Regions from separate parts of the Rattus norvegicus genome. Here region 1 is linked to region 2. A link is a contact called in public Hi-C data. All regions are on one chromosome and are shown on one strand. Each heading gives the region's core, a stretch centred on a gene start, on an enhancer-like site or on the middle of the called end of the contact. The rest is flanking DNA. Distances are from core to core; before and after follow the strand shown. Region 1 has its middle 58 kb from the start of Plekhg3. Region 2 overlaps LOC102556012 (a long non-coding RNA gene).

The links. Hi-C and Micro-C count contacts between places; a contact is called where the count stands out from the background.
Region 1: a contact with region 2 is called in a Hi-C map of Schwann cells, with 5 times the contacts expected there. The contact joins two enhancer-like sites. A contact is called at or near these places in 4 of 12 Hi-C or Micro-C datasets (the A7r5 cell line, Schwann cells, frontal cortex and 1 more).

What each region holds. Positions count from the first base shown.
Region 1 is chr6:101,053,569-101,059,938 of GRCr8, forward strand. It overlaps a transcript of Sptb not described here. Among named protein-coding and RNA genes, the nearest start is that of Plekhg3, 58 kb to the left of the region's middle. Within about 2 kb of position 4,458, at least 31 of the 93 cell types and tissues checked have an H3K27ac peak or open chromatin away from gene starts, as enhancers often do. A contact at or near this core is called in Schwann cells, where this site is marked.
Region 2 is chr6:100,924,595-100,931,759 of GRCr8, forward strand. LOC102556012 (a long non-coding RNA gene) reads left to right here. Exons shown (of 4, transcript XR_010052712.1): 3 at 4,677-4,930. Among named protein-coding and RNA genes, the nearest start is that of Rps17l1, 42 kb to the right of the region's middle. Within about 2 kb of position 3,872, at least 1 of the 93 cell types and tissues checked has an H3K27ac peak or open chromatin away from gene starts, as enhancers often do. A contact at or near this core is called in Schwann cells, where this site is marked.

The DNA.
Region 1 (6,370 bases), core at 3,208-5,707, 130 kb after region 2:
ATATCCCAAGGCTCCAGACAGAACAGGGGAACTGTGGTGAATGTGGAGAGTCCTTCAGGGCAGCTTGGACTCAATCATGAAGCTCACAGAGACTGAAAAGGAACACGAAGTGTCTTCGAAGTCACTAGCTAGGGCTGAGGTCAACAAATGTTCTGTAAGGGAAGATCCTGGTAACTCATGTTAGGAGTTTTACAAAGATCTCACAACTTTGTGAAGACTCTCAAGAAGACTTTACCTATGCTCAGTCGGCAGAAACAAAGCAGAAAGGGGGGTTCTGATTCACAAAGCAAAGTTCACAGAACAGTAGGGAAGTGAGAGAGAGAGAGCAGCCTCCTAGCTTAAGGTCAGCACTGCACACTGTGTCAGAAGCATGGGCATGGGCAGAGGTCTTTGGAATTCAGTTGAGATAAGGAATGTCCCCCAGGGCCTTTTACCAGCAGTTGGTGTCTCAAGGAGGAGGCAGATGGAGTTGGCCTTATTAGGAAAGTAGGTCCCACCAGAGAAGGCTGGAGGTAGCAAGGACAGATGGAGTCCCTGCAAAGGGAGCCAAGAGGACAATTCTTAGACTTTTGGAGACTGTGAAGAGGTCTTGGGAACCACCGAATCAGCCAGTCCTACCAGAGATTAGAAAATTGGGCTCCAGAAAGTCCAGGGAGGATCTGGGATCACACAGTAGGTTAGCAGATTCAGGGCAAGAGTCCACAGCATTATTTCTCTGCCCCAAAAAGGTCTTGCAAATTTGAAAGGGAGGCAACACAAGTCCCTGAGGGTAGGCCTAGGCATGCAGGTGGTCAGGAAGTCAAAGAAGCCAAGTGGTTCACCAAAGACACAGCCATTCCCTGGGCTGCCTGGGCCTAGCTCCAAATCTACCACGGATGAATCTGAGGCCTGCAGTATTGCTGAAAGAGTTACTGTCTCTTTCAAGGTTAGATGAACCAAAGAGTTCCCAGCAAACAGCTAGCTGAACGATGACCAATCCAACATGATCATGTGGGTGGATATCTGGGACAGAAGTCTTGCCTGGTGGTGGTGGCACAGGTCTTTAATCCCAGTACTCAGGAGGCAGAGGCAGACTTATCTGTGTGAGTTTGAGGCCAGCCTGGTCTACAGAACAAGTTCTAGGACATCTAGGGCTACACACAGAAATCCTGTCTTAACAACAACAACAATAAGAAAAAGAAAAAACAGGTTCCAAGGTTAAATAAACTAGGGAAGGGACAAGAAGAGGTGGCAGTTCCCTTACTTTCCCTGGAAGCATGCAGCAGACCGAGGAGGCGGTCCACTGCACTGTCAGGCAGAGGACTCTCTGGTAGAAGTGTCAGGAGGAGTAGCCTCTGGTTGGGGCTCATAGTTGCTTAGTCGCAGAGGTGCATGTTAGACACAGACAGGCTTCGCATAGTCACTCGGCTGAGGAAGTGGTCAGAGCCCCGTGACTTCTATGTACTCAGCCAAAAGGCTTTGATCATCAGGAACACTCAGGTTCTGCACCATTGAGGGGTGTCATTACAGGACATCACCCAAGGAGCTCAGGATAGCCTGGAAGAGAATGTGGGAGTACCTGGAAGAAATTCTGGGGTCAGGCAGGCAGGGTAGGCCTGCAGTAGGAGGAGACACTGCCCGAAGTAGAGGTTGATTTGCTGATTTGTTAAACAGATAAGAACAGGTATCTGCTAGGAAGATGTGTGTACCAGCTGCTGGCACCATGTCTGAGAAGGGAATTGGTTGCTGATTGAGGGAAATTATGAAAAGAAAAGACCCCCTGAGATTGAGGCTGAACAAGGAAAGACCCCTGGCTCCTGGGAGGATAGCCATCTGAGTCTTGGTGGAATCTTGGCAGAGCCTTGCAAAGTCTAGTAAGTCACATAAGCACTGGGGCCAGGAAACTGGGTTTGTGGGGGAAGTGAACAAGAAAGTGGGAACCTTCCTCACAGATACTGAGAGGTGGGAAAGTGGACAGAACAGGTTATGTTTCTTCTGGGGACCAACTTAAAGATGCATTTCCAGCTTACCCCACCTGGGGATCCAGCCCATATACATATAGTCACCAAACCCAGACAATATCGCTGATGCCAAGAAGTGCAAGCCGACAGGAGCCTGATATAGCTGTCTCCTGAGAAGCTCTGCCAGAGCATGACAAACACAGAGGCAAATGCTCATAGCCAACCATTGAACTGAGAACGGGGTCCCCATTGGAGGAGTTAGAGAAAGGATTGTAGGAGCTGAAGGGGTTTGCAACCCCATAAGAACAATAGCCACCAACCAGAGCTCCCAGGGACTAAACTACCAAAGAGTACACATGGACTGACCCAGGCCTCCAGCTGCATATGTAGCAGAGGATGGCCTTGTTGGGCACCAATGGGAGGAGAAGCCCTTGGTCCTGCCAAGGTTGGACACCCCACCCCCACCCCGTGTAGGGAAATGTCAGGGTAGGGAGGCGGGAAGGGGTGGGTGAACACCCTCATAGAAGAAGAGGGAGGGGAGATGGGATAGGGGGTTTATTGATGGAAAACCAGGAAAGGGGATGACATTTGAAATGCAAATAAAAAATATAAAAAAGGGGGGGGGGCTGGAGAGGTGGCTCAGTGGTTAAGAGCATTGACTGCTCTTTCTGAGGTCCTGAGTTCAAATCCCAGCAACCACATGGTGGCTCACAACCATCTGTAATGAGATCTGATGCCCTCTTCTGGTGTGTCTGAAGGCAGCTACAGTGTACTCATACAATAAAATAAAATCTTAAAAAATAAATTTATAAAAAAAAAAAAAGAAAAGAAAAAGAAAAAGAAAAAATGCATTTCCAGGATCCGCCAGCAGGTGGTGTGGGGGACTGCAGACAGACCATTAATTCCACAGGCCAAAATATCCTGACTCAGGACCACAGTGATGCTCAGTGAATTAAGATGTACCCGTAAGCAAAAGGACCCTGCTGACAGAGTTTTCTCTACTGTTAATGTTGGTGAGAGCCAGGGGGCATGGGTGGACCTCAGAATAGACTGCTCCACATTAGCAGTGACATAAGTTCTGGAACACTAGCCTAGAACAGACATAGAGGGAGTGTCAAGGATGGAGGTCTCCAGGCTGGTCAGTGTCTACAACCTTGGTAATGTTAGGGTCTACATGGGGGAAGGTTCTTCTAAAAGATGAAGGGTCCGGGTGAGGATGACGGTATCTAAATGACCATGTGCTAAGTGCCAAGTTCTCTACACACATTCTGTCTTGCAAGCCTTTCAGCCTGTTGTACAGACTAGGGGGAACAAGAAACCTGCCCACAGTCACATATCTAACAAAGGTGGGAAATAGGTCTGCCTAGCTCCAAACACAATGCTCTTTCTATTCAGTCTAGGTGTGTTTGTGTGTGTATAGAAGTACCATGGCTCCTGAAGAAAATATCACCCGATGAGGTTCTCAGTCTAAAGATGTGCCAGCTTACATAAGGCATGTGGCCAACTCGTTAAGGTGGTGCAATCACATCCAAGCTACACTGGAAGGAGCTGGAAATGGGGTTTGCACCACAAAAGACACAGTGCTAGATGCCTTAGGCAACCGAACAGTACCAGGTGAGAGCCGGGTGAGCAGAGCCAGTTCAGGATGTTTATTCTCCCCAGTGTCTGATGTCTTGGCTCCTGGGCTCTGAGAAAGAAGGGATGTCTAGACAGTTTGTAAAGGCTGCTTGAAGACAGCTGTTCTCAAGAGAAGAAAAAGACTCGGTTTGCCGAGTTGAAAAGCAGCCAAAGATAGGGACACATGAAGACTTGGGGTAGACAGAGACCCCAAAGGAGAAAGGAGAGGCTGTGCTGAACCAGAAGTGTGGGGGTGGGGAAGGAAAGGCAAACTGTGGCAGATGGCAAGCAGCCCTGCAGATGGCAGGCCAAGAGATGGTGAGGGGCTCCCAGAAGTGGGGTTTGGAAGTAAAGAGGCTCAATTCTACACCCCAATGGCCAGCTGTCATCTGATATGTCTACTGGGGCACTTGGGTGAGATGGAGGGAGGATGGTACAGGCCCCAGAACAAAGCAAAAGGAAGTGGGGAATCAGTTTGTAGGTTTCTCTTGGACACGGGAGATCTGGTCCACTGTCCCCAGAGGAGAGCGAGGGAGGTGTCTTCAGAGTGGTTTTCAATGTGCATGACCTGTGTGCTGACTTTAGAGGAGCTGGTGGCGGCTGGGTTTCTTGGTGACCTGGATCTTGGCCACCGGTTCCCCATCCACTTCTGAGGTCCTTCCAAATGTTAGCGAGCTGAGTCTCATGCTGAGTCCATCAGTATCGGGGAACAGGAGGACATACAGCTTGAAACAAGGAACTTGGGGGAGATTTTACAGCAGAAGGACCAGACATTAGCATCTGGCATAGGGAAGAGAGAGCTGGGCACACCCTGCTGTGGGTAATGTCCAGAAAGAGAGCAGGTTTCTCCAGGGAGCCAGGGCGCAGTGCCAGACTGCAGGCGGACACACCCTTGCCACGCTGACTCAGGCATCCTGGGGAGACAGAAACACGCCCAAGTTTGGGGCAAAGCTGACGTCTGTTCTGGGCTGAGACTGCCCATTTGGAACAAAGGATTTGCATTTGAGGCAAAATGTCTGAAAAAGCTGCTCTTCATGGGTGGGGAGGGGCAAGGACTGGGAAGGCTCTTCAGGCAAGAAGAAACACAGCTGCTGCCCCCCACCCACAGCATCCGCCAACGTCAGAGCCCTACTGCCAGCTGCTGGCTGCTGAGTAAAGCTCTGGGCTGCTGGGGGCAACTGGCTGGAGCTAGCAAGGCCTTGCCACAAAGGTGGCCATAGACCCCGATCCCAGTGCCTGCACAGTCCCTGGGGTATTGCCCCTCACTCACAAGTGCTGGCTGTTCTCCCAAAGCCTCTGAGACAGGAAGGAAGACCAGCAAGATTCAGATCACCCCACAGCCCTACTCTGACGCTCAGCCTGTCTCAAGGGAAGTCGGCTGTGTGGCCATTCATGGAAGGTCACACTTAAAATGCAGTGTCTGTGAACCATCCTGAGTAAGACTGTTCCTGCTCAAGGTTGACCATGAAGAACACCCACTTGGATACTGTTTGGAGTGGCCTTGTTCCCAGGGTCCCCCTACACTGCACACCAGGTCTAGCCTGGGGACCTGGAGTCAGGAAGGGTATGTTGGTTCCAAACTGAGATTGTTTCTTGTTACAGTGCCCTCCAACCCCCAGCCAGCATCCATGTCATAAAGGGGTGTCACTCCTGTAATCCCAGCACCCCTGCAGGGACCCTGAAACAGCGGTGTGTAGGAAGAGGTCTTGAGCTTGGAGGGAACTCGCACTCTTTAACACCATGAGAGCTCACGCTCCTCCCTCCTAGGAGAAAACACCTTCCCTCAAATAAGACACTGGAGAGTCTGAGTCAGCAAGGCCTGGGCGATGAAGAACACTTAGGGGAGCCCAGAGACCCTTTCCCAGGGGAAGGGAAGGCACATACGGCAGAGAGGGTGCCGGCCCCTTGTCAGAACGTCCTCTTGAGTTACACTCTGGCTGAAGGCACAAAGAAACAATCAGGACCCCTCAGGGCTCCACTGCTGGCACTATGCAGGTTTGAACCTCAGCTCTTCCCTCAAACAGGGACATGGCCAAATGCCCTAGGCTGTCACCTCTCCTTCCCCATCCTGCTTCACAGTATTTGCTGGGGGTCTCAGAGTTAGGAGCAGATGGGAGGAAAACAGGAAAGTCATTTCCCCCAGCTTTTCCCTTGAAAGGCTGCATCACTGACACATGGGAATGTGGACTTTCTGTAACCCTACGGAAAGACCTTTATAAGGCAAGAGAAGAGACTTGGGGATGGGATGGGGAGGTTCCAAAGCCACACAAGTTAAACAGAACCAGAGACCAGACCCCAAACACTCCGACTTCATTCCGAGTGTTGCTTCTTGTGATGCCTTGTCTCTCTGGCTTGGCCTCACACTTACCTGTGGGAAGTGACTGATTTTTACCGGAATGCCCTCTAACATGCAGAGGCAGGGGCAGTAGTGGCAGTGCACAGTGATGGTTTGGCAGCTCAGTCATTGCATGTGCACACACGGGAAGGGGAAGGTTGGATCAAGGCCCACAGGGTGCTGCCTGTGGGATGCACTATGCAGGCAGGGTAAGGGTGCTTGGTCCACTCCCATTCGTAACTCCAGCAGGAAGCGACATGCATTAGTAAGAGCTTTTACAAGAAGCGATGTGGCATGTGTATATACTACAGGACCCGACACCAGACTGCACAGACAGGAGAGCCACAGCACCCCGGCCAATCCATGAGAAGGCGCAGCAGACAACTGAACCTTCCTGAGATGGGAAGAGGCTGTCAAGGGCAGTCAAAGGGGGCTGCAGTGAGCTTAGGAGGACCTCTCCAAAACGAGGTTGGGCTTT
Region 2 (7,165 bases), core at 2,622-5,121:
ACACACACACACACACACAAGTCTCTGCTCAACTTCGCAAGTCAACATGTAAAGTAATGGGTTTCATCATGACATCTTCATACATAGGTGTCATTATACTTTGTTCTCACTATCCCCCTCCCCCACTGCTCTCTATGCTCCTCCCCCTCCAGCCATTCAACTCTAGACGCTCTCATTTCTCACCACTGCAGATAGGAGAATGGAGGCTGAAGGAAGCCAAACCCTGTCTAGGACACAGTTGGCCAATGGGAAGGTTAGAGACAAGCTCAGGTCAGCCTCAAGCCCCTGCAATGTTTACAGCACACAGTGTAACTGCTGCGGTCTGGAAACAGCCTCACTCCTCTTGCAGAAGTGGGGTCACCTGCTAATTTTATAGCTGCTGCTATACCCAGCAATAGTTGCCCTGAGAACTGGACTGTGTTCGGGTCTTGAACACCTATCTGTTATCTGTGAGCACTCTCACACGGGTTGCGAGTGCTGGAAGTCTGAGCCTTTTGAGGTCTCCTATTCTCGCTGCCTAGAGCAGGACTGAAAGAGTCCCTCTAACATTTGACAGTCATAAGAGTTGTTAAAGGAAAGCCAGCTCAGAGATTTCCTCTTCCACACTGCCACCCCATAGCAGTAAAACATACCGAAGGCATGGAAGTGAGCAGCTGTTCGTCTACTGTCTCGTCCCACTGTGAGAAGACACAGCAGGTGTCTTCCCAGGTACACCTCATTGTCTCCCTCCTCTGTGGCACAGGGAACCACTGGACTTGTTCTCAGTGCTCATTGCTGGTTTAAATTTCACATCAGATCTGGGCCCCACTGAAATACTTGTCTCTCAAGCTTTTCAGCTGTCCTACTACTTTATCACAACATGGAGTCTAACTGCCCATGTTAAGATCTACTGAATGGGTTGGGGATTTAGCTCAGTGGTAGAGCGCTTGCCTAGCAAGCACAAGGCCCTGGGTTCAGTCCTCAGCTCCGGAAAAAAAAAATCTGCTGAATGGTATGCTGGGAAATGACTCACAATGGGCTCTCCTTGAGGTAGATCTACCATGTTTGACAACTTCCCTGGGTTAAGCATTTTTGTTGTAAATGATTTCAAGGAACCAACCTGACTTCACTGAGCCTAGAGTCAAGAAGGGAGGAGCATAGAGATAGCTCAGCTCCCAGTGTTTCCACAGACGGGTGCTGTAGATTCAAGTACCCTTGGAGCATAGGTAAGAGTAAACTATACACTAAGAAGCAATGAATATTTTGTCACTTATTACTTTAAAAATTAGTTGCTCGAAAACTAGGCACAGTGGCACATGCTTGTGACCCAGCATTTGGGAGGCAGAAGCAGGGGAATCATAAATTGGAGGAAAATAACAAGTTTGAGGCTAGTCAAGGATATAGAAGTTAGCCTGTCTGCCTGCCTGTCTGTCCTGCTCTCTTTCCCTCCCTCTTTCAAAAGTAAAAAAAAAAGAGAGAGACAAAAGTGTTGTCTGTGTGTCTGTCTTGTATTTCTTGGCACTTGAGTTTGAACCCAAGGCCTCAGGCATGCCAAGCGTGTGCTCTACCTCGGAGCCACCCCCAGACTCTGGAGTTTCTTTTTTTTTTTTTTTTTTTTTTGTTCTTTTTTTCGGAGCTGGGGACCAAACCCAGGGCCTTGCGCTTCCTAGGCAAGCGCTCTGCCACTGAGCCAAATCCCCAACCCCTGGAGTTTCATTTTTAACACTGGTTGTGTTCAGCAAGTGGCTCTCAACTGAAGACCTGCTAGAACGAAATGTGGTGGTAAGGCAGATCATAAGGCGGTGATTGGCCTGGAAAGGCTAAAGGCAGGCTCTGGCCACAAGAGGGCCGCCCAGGCAACCCAAGCCTCTAAGAAATTTCAGTATTGATTTTAGGGAGTTATGGGTGGAGTTTGTTGTTGTTTGAGTGTTTTTTAGATAGGGTGCACTAGTCAAGGTTCTCTAGAGAAATAGAACTGATGGAATTTATATATATATATATATATATATATGATTAATTTATTCTATTTATATAAGTACACTGTAGCTATCTTTAGACACACCAGAAGAGAGCATCAGATCCCATTACACATGGTTGTGAGATGGGAATTAAACTCAGGACCTCTGCAAGAGCAGTCAGTGCTCCTAACCACAGAGCCACCTCTCCAGCCCAGAATTCATATACTTTAAAAGTAGATTACTGCTGGGCGTGGTAGCCTCCACTTTTAATCCCAGCATTCAGGAGGCACAAGCAGATAGATCTCTGAGTTTGAGGCCAGCCTAGTCGACACTTAGAGTCCCAGGTATGTGAAAGCTACACGGTGAGATCCTGCCTCCCAGAAGGTGAGGCAGGCTAATAGATCGTCTGGATAGCCCACCAGATGCTGGCTAACACGGGAGAGACTAAGAACCTCCTGGCTGCGCAGTCCATGAGGCTGGATGTCTCAGTGATTCTAAACTGGTGCTGTAGGCTTGGAAGCCGCTGGTCTGCAGTCTAGTCGGAAACCTGAAGAAGGCATCAGTGAATTTAAATATCTTTAAACCTGAGTCCCAGTTTTCGGATTTCTCCCCTCCATATGACTTTCTTAGCAAATGGTATTTTGGGTTGCTAATGTTACTATAGCAAAGCACAACTAAGTGAGCCGCTTTAAACAATACAAATATATTTCTTCATGGTTCTAAAGGCTAGAAAGCTGAGTTCAAGTTGTCAGTAGGACCGGAAGGATGGGTTCCAGACTGCTCTCCTTGGCTTGTAGATGGCCGTCTGTCTGTCTGTCTGCACCGTCTCTTCAGACTGTTCTGTCCATCTGCCTTGTCTCCCCCCCTGAGGAATGCTGCCTGACCTTGAACTTGCTCTTTGGCTGAGGACGGTCTTGAACTCCTGATCTTTCCTCCCCATCCCGACTGCAGACATTATAGAGTGCTACCACAGCTAGTTTCTTTCGTGCTGAGGATCAACCCCAGGGCTTCCTGCATGCTACTGTACCAACAGACCCACCCCCAACCCTTTTGTAAGTACACAGATCACACCGAAGAGAGGCTCACATTCGTATGGCCTCATCTTAATTAGTGATATCTGTAACACCCCTATTTCCAAGTAAGATCAACAGTCTACGGTCCCAGGAGTTAGAAAATCAACATATGAAAATAGGGTAAGGGGCACAATTCAAGTCATGACAGATGGTGTCTGGCCCTGTGGATCTGGAGAGAAAGGGATGAGCCGGGTCCTCAGGAGGTGAAAAACCCAGCCTGTGGGCAGTTAGGGGGTCTTCCCTCTAAACACCTCCTGATTCTGCCGAGCGCTCAGTCAAGTGAGTGCGCTCACCCGGCTACGTTGTTCTGTGTCACTGGTCCCCCTGGTCATTTGGTCTGTATGAATGCTCTTTGTCCTGAACATTTTTGAGGATGTGTGGATACATAGACTGTCAACTGTAGACATGTAATATCTATGTATGTATCATATATATGTATGTATGTATGGTGATGGTACATGTATATATTAATGTGTAGTTCAAAGCGATATATACTTATTATACCAACAGTGTATGTCACATAAAATATATCCCCACAAATAGACATCTTAAAGGATGAGAAGAAAATATAGAACTTGTATTAGTTTCCTCCCGCGCGACCCTTCTGTGTTATGCTGAATGCACCCCACTTTGATGACCTCTTCCCACTACTACTTACAGACAAGGAATTTTTTATAGAGGAATCTGTAAGCTGAAATAGAGCAGTGACCTAGTTTTTCTCAATGGCTTGTCCCTTACCCTGAAGCACAGAAACCTGCAGTGCACCTTGGTTTAAATGGAAAGAAAACACACCAGTCCAATGTATTCCAAAGTGTCATGCCCGTTCTGTGGCAGCCCAACCAATGGGCTGGGCCTTTCTGCCAGGCCTGAGGCCTCGCTGCAGTCAGGGCGAGCTTGCTCTCTGTTCTCATCAGAACAGCAGCATGTTAACGCTTGTCATTCCTTACCCAACTCTGAACTTCAGCACCTCCTAGTGCGTCCTTGTCAGAGATGCAGATAAGTGCCAAACTTGTAGTGGGAACCAGGAGCCATTGGCAGTACAAAGCAAACTGCTAAGTTCTGCAGGCTGGGAACAAACAAGGAAGTTCAGTCCAAACCTGGGTTTAGCTATGATGAGCACACATCCCTGTCTCTAATTAATTAGCTAATTATAAAAATAAAATTATATGTAATGGACAAAATTTTAAAATGAGGCCTAGGGGTGTACCTCAGTGGTAGAGCACTTACTTAGTAGCTACAAGGCCAAGGGTTCAATTCCCAGCACACACAAAAAATGCAAGCAGGTGCTATGATCTTCTCCCACAAATTTGTCTTCTTGTCTCTTAAGCATCTGGGCAGTGAACTCCGTGGGCTGTGCGGCTGCTGCTGTGGGAAACACTGCCACCTGCTGGGGCATCTTTATAACATCGGCATACTCTTCCCACACCCGCCCCTCTTTCCCCCCACGTCCCCCACCCCAAAGCAATCTTCCCCTCTGCTCCCCAGAGTGAGAGGAGAAGCAGACAGGAATCCAGGTCTAATGGCTGACTTTCACAGTGGCTTCCGAGAAGTTATTCGACTAACCAGAATGTACACATATTCAGCTAGGAGTTCATTTCAACCTTGGTGATTACTGTTTTAAATGAAAAATGTAACGCTTTCTGAGCTGACCCATTTTTTCTGACAGTTATAGTGTTTCCAGACAAATGAGAACCACAGCTGGGCATGATGGCACATACTTGTAATAGCACGCAGGAGGCAGAAGGATCGCAAGGTCAAGACCAGCCCGAGGCTACACAGCGAGACTGGAGATGGCTCAGTCATCAAGAGAGCCTGTTGCTCTTACAGTGACCCTGAGTCCTTTCCCAGCACCTCCATAGTGCTTATAACTCCAGAGGATCCAAAGAAGCACTTCTGATCTCCTTGGCCATCCACATACATGTAAGTGCACATAAAATATGAAGATATACACAAAATTAAAAATCAATAAATCTTTTTAAAAAGAAACAAAATGCAACCAACAAGACAATATTAGATTCAATAAGCAAAATGTTTTTCTAGACTTCTCCTCGATGGCTATAGGGCATGGGGCAAGCCTTAACTTCGTAGTTACATCTACTCTGTATTGTTTTAAGGACTGAATACTTGTGGCACAGAAGTGCTTGATCGGTTACTGCTTTTATTCAAGCACGATAACATAGTGACCCATTATGACTCCAAACAAACCCCTCAGTGAGATACAGACAGTGGGGATATTCCGTTACAGTTTTACCTTCCTGTTATTCTGGAGTAACCATGCCTTTGGGTTCCTGAAACCAAGCAAATAAAAACAAACAAATCAAAATAACCTCACATCCTGGGGCACCCACTAAGAATTCCCAGCAGAACGTGTATACCTGAAACCATCCCAAAGGTCAGCAGAGGAGGAGAAGCGGCCCAAGGCTTTTTTTTTTCTTGGACCCTTGGAGGCCAGTTTGCCTTCAACACTTTCATTTTTGGTTTAAGAATTTTTGGTTTAGGCTACTGATTAAAGCTCATATGCAATTCTGCAGCAGACGAGAGAGAGAGAGAGAGAGAGAGAGAGAGAGAGAGAGAGAGAGAGAGAGAGAGAGAGAGAGAGAGAACAGAGCAGGTCAAACAGGAACTAGACTGGTCACTAGGATTGTGGGGTGGGGAAGTGGGGAGGCCTAGGAGTTAGTTCTCTCCTACAACCCTGTGGGTCCCAGTGATTACTCTCAGGTGGTCAGGCTTGGCAGGAGAGAGAGAGAGAGAGAGAGAGAGAGAGAGAGAGAGAGAGAGAGAGAGAGAGAGAGAGAGGACTGTTAGCAAGCTCAGCCTGTCACACATCTGCCAAGAAGACAAGGAGAGGGAAGACGAGGCTGGAGATGAGGGAAGCTGGGGGGAAGAAAGAAGGAAGCTCTCCAGGGAACCCCTCAATTTCCTCTGCCTCCTCTGCATGCTGGACATGATGTGGGAACACGCAGCGTGACCTGAGGCCGCAAAGGTAAAGTGTGCTCTGGATAGCAAACTCACTGGAGCCTCCCGTGGGGTTCAGACAATGGACTAGTCTGCTCCAGGTGCGAGCTGGCTCGCTCACATCTGGCCTTAGCGTGAGACCATTCACACGCAGCTTTCTCCTTTGTCTGCAGAAACACAATTTACACAGAGTGGAAACAGGTGCTTCAGATGGTGGCTAAAAAGACACTTGATTTTGGAATATTCCGACTCTGGAAGCCATTGAAACAAACACTGCAGACATCTACCCAAACATAATCAGGGTCTGCGTAAAACAGAAAGCAGGAGCAGTCTGATCACTACCAAGCAGCTGGCAGTGTTTTGCCTGCTCATAATCGGGCGTTATCGACAGTCTGAGGATCGCCCTCAAATTCAGCCAATCAGAGCTCAGCTGTACTGGAGGCGGGTCATCTGAGTTCAGTGACTGAACCATGGTCCTATGGGCCACCGCTTTGTAAGAAAATTAGTTCAGTCTAAAAAGCAGGTCTTGGCGTTTGGCAGCAGAAATTAAATAAAACCTAGATGGAAACATTACAAGAGCAAAAGATGTGAACTGTATCATTCAAAACATGAGGCCGGCGGTGGTGGCAGGGTCTGATGGATTGTGACATTGTCTATGTCTATGTGACATTGGCTTTGCAGGTTACAACGAAACAAGAAGTGGCTTTGGGTAGAGAGCATGGCTACGGAGCGCGTGCTGTGTCTCAGTGTCCACGCTAAACTAAAACTCATAGAAACACAAGCAGAATCTGGGCCAGTTCCATGTCTGCTGTCGTGGATGGAATTCTAGGGCATAATTCTAAGGTGGTAGTATATATGCTTTTAATGACCTGGACACCAGACAACTATCCAAGGTGAATAATAATAATAATAATAATAATAATAATAATAATAATAATAATGTTATTGTTGACTTTAATTATCAAAAATATGCAAGCAACCTGATTTTTATTTATTTTTTATAATTATAACTTTTACTTTTTGAGATAATATAATTACATCATTTCCCCCTTCCTGTTCCTCCCTTCAGTCCTGCCCATTTATCCTCTTATTCTCTTTCAAATTGATGGTCTCTTTTCCCTTAGTTTGTTCTTGTTCATGGTGGTGGTAGTGGTAGTGGTAGTGGTGGTCTATGTGCGTTAGTGCATGTGTGTGTGGGGG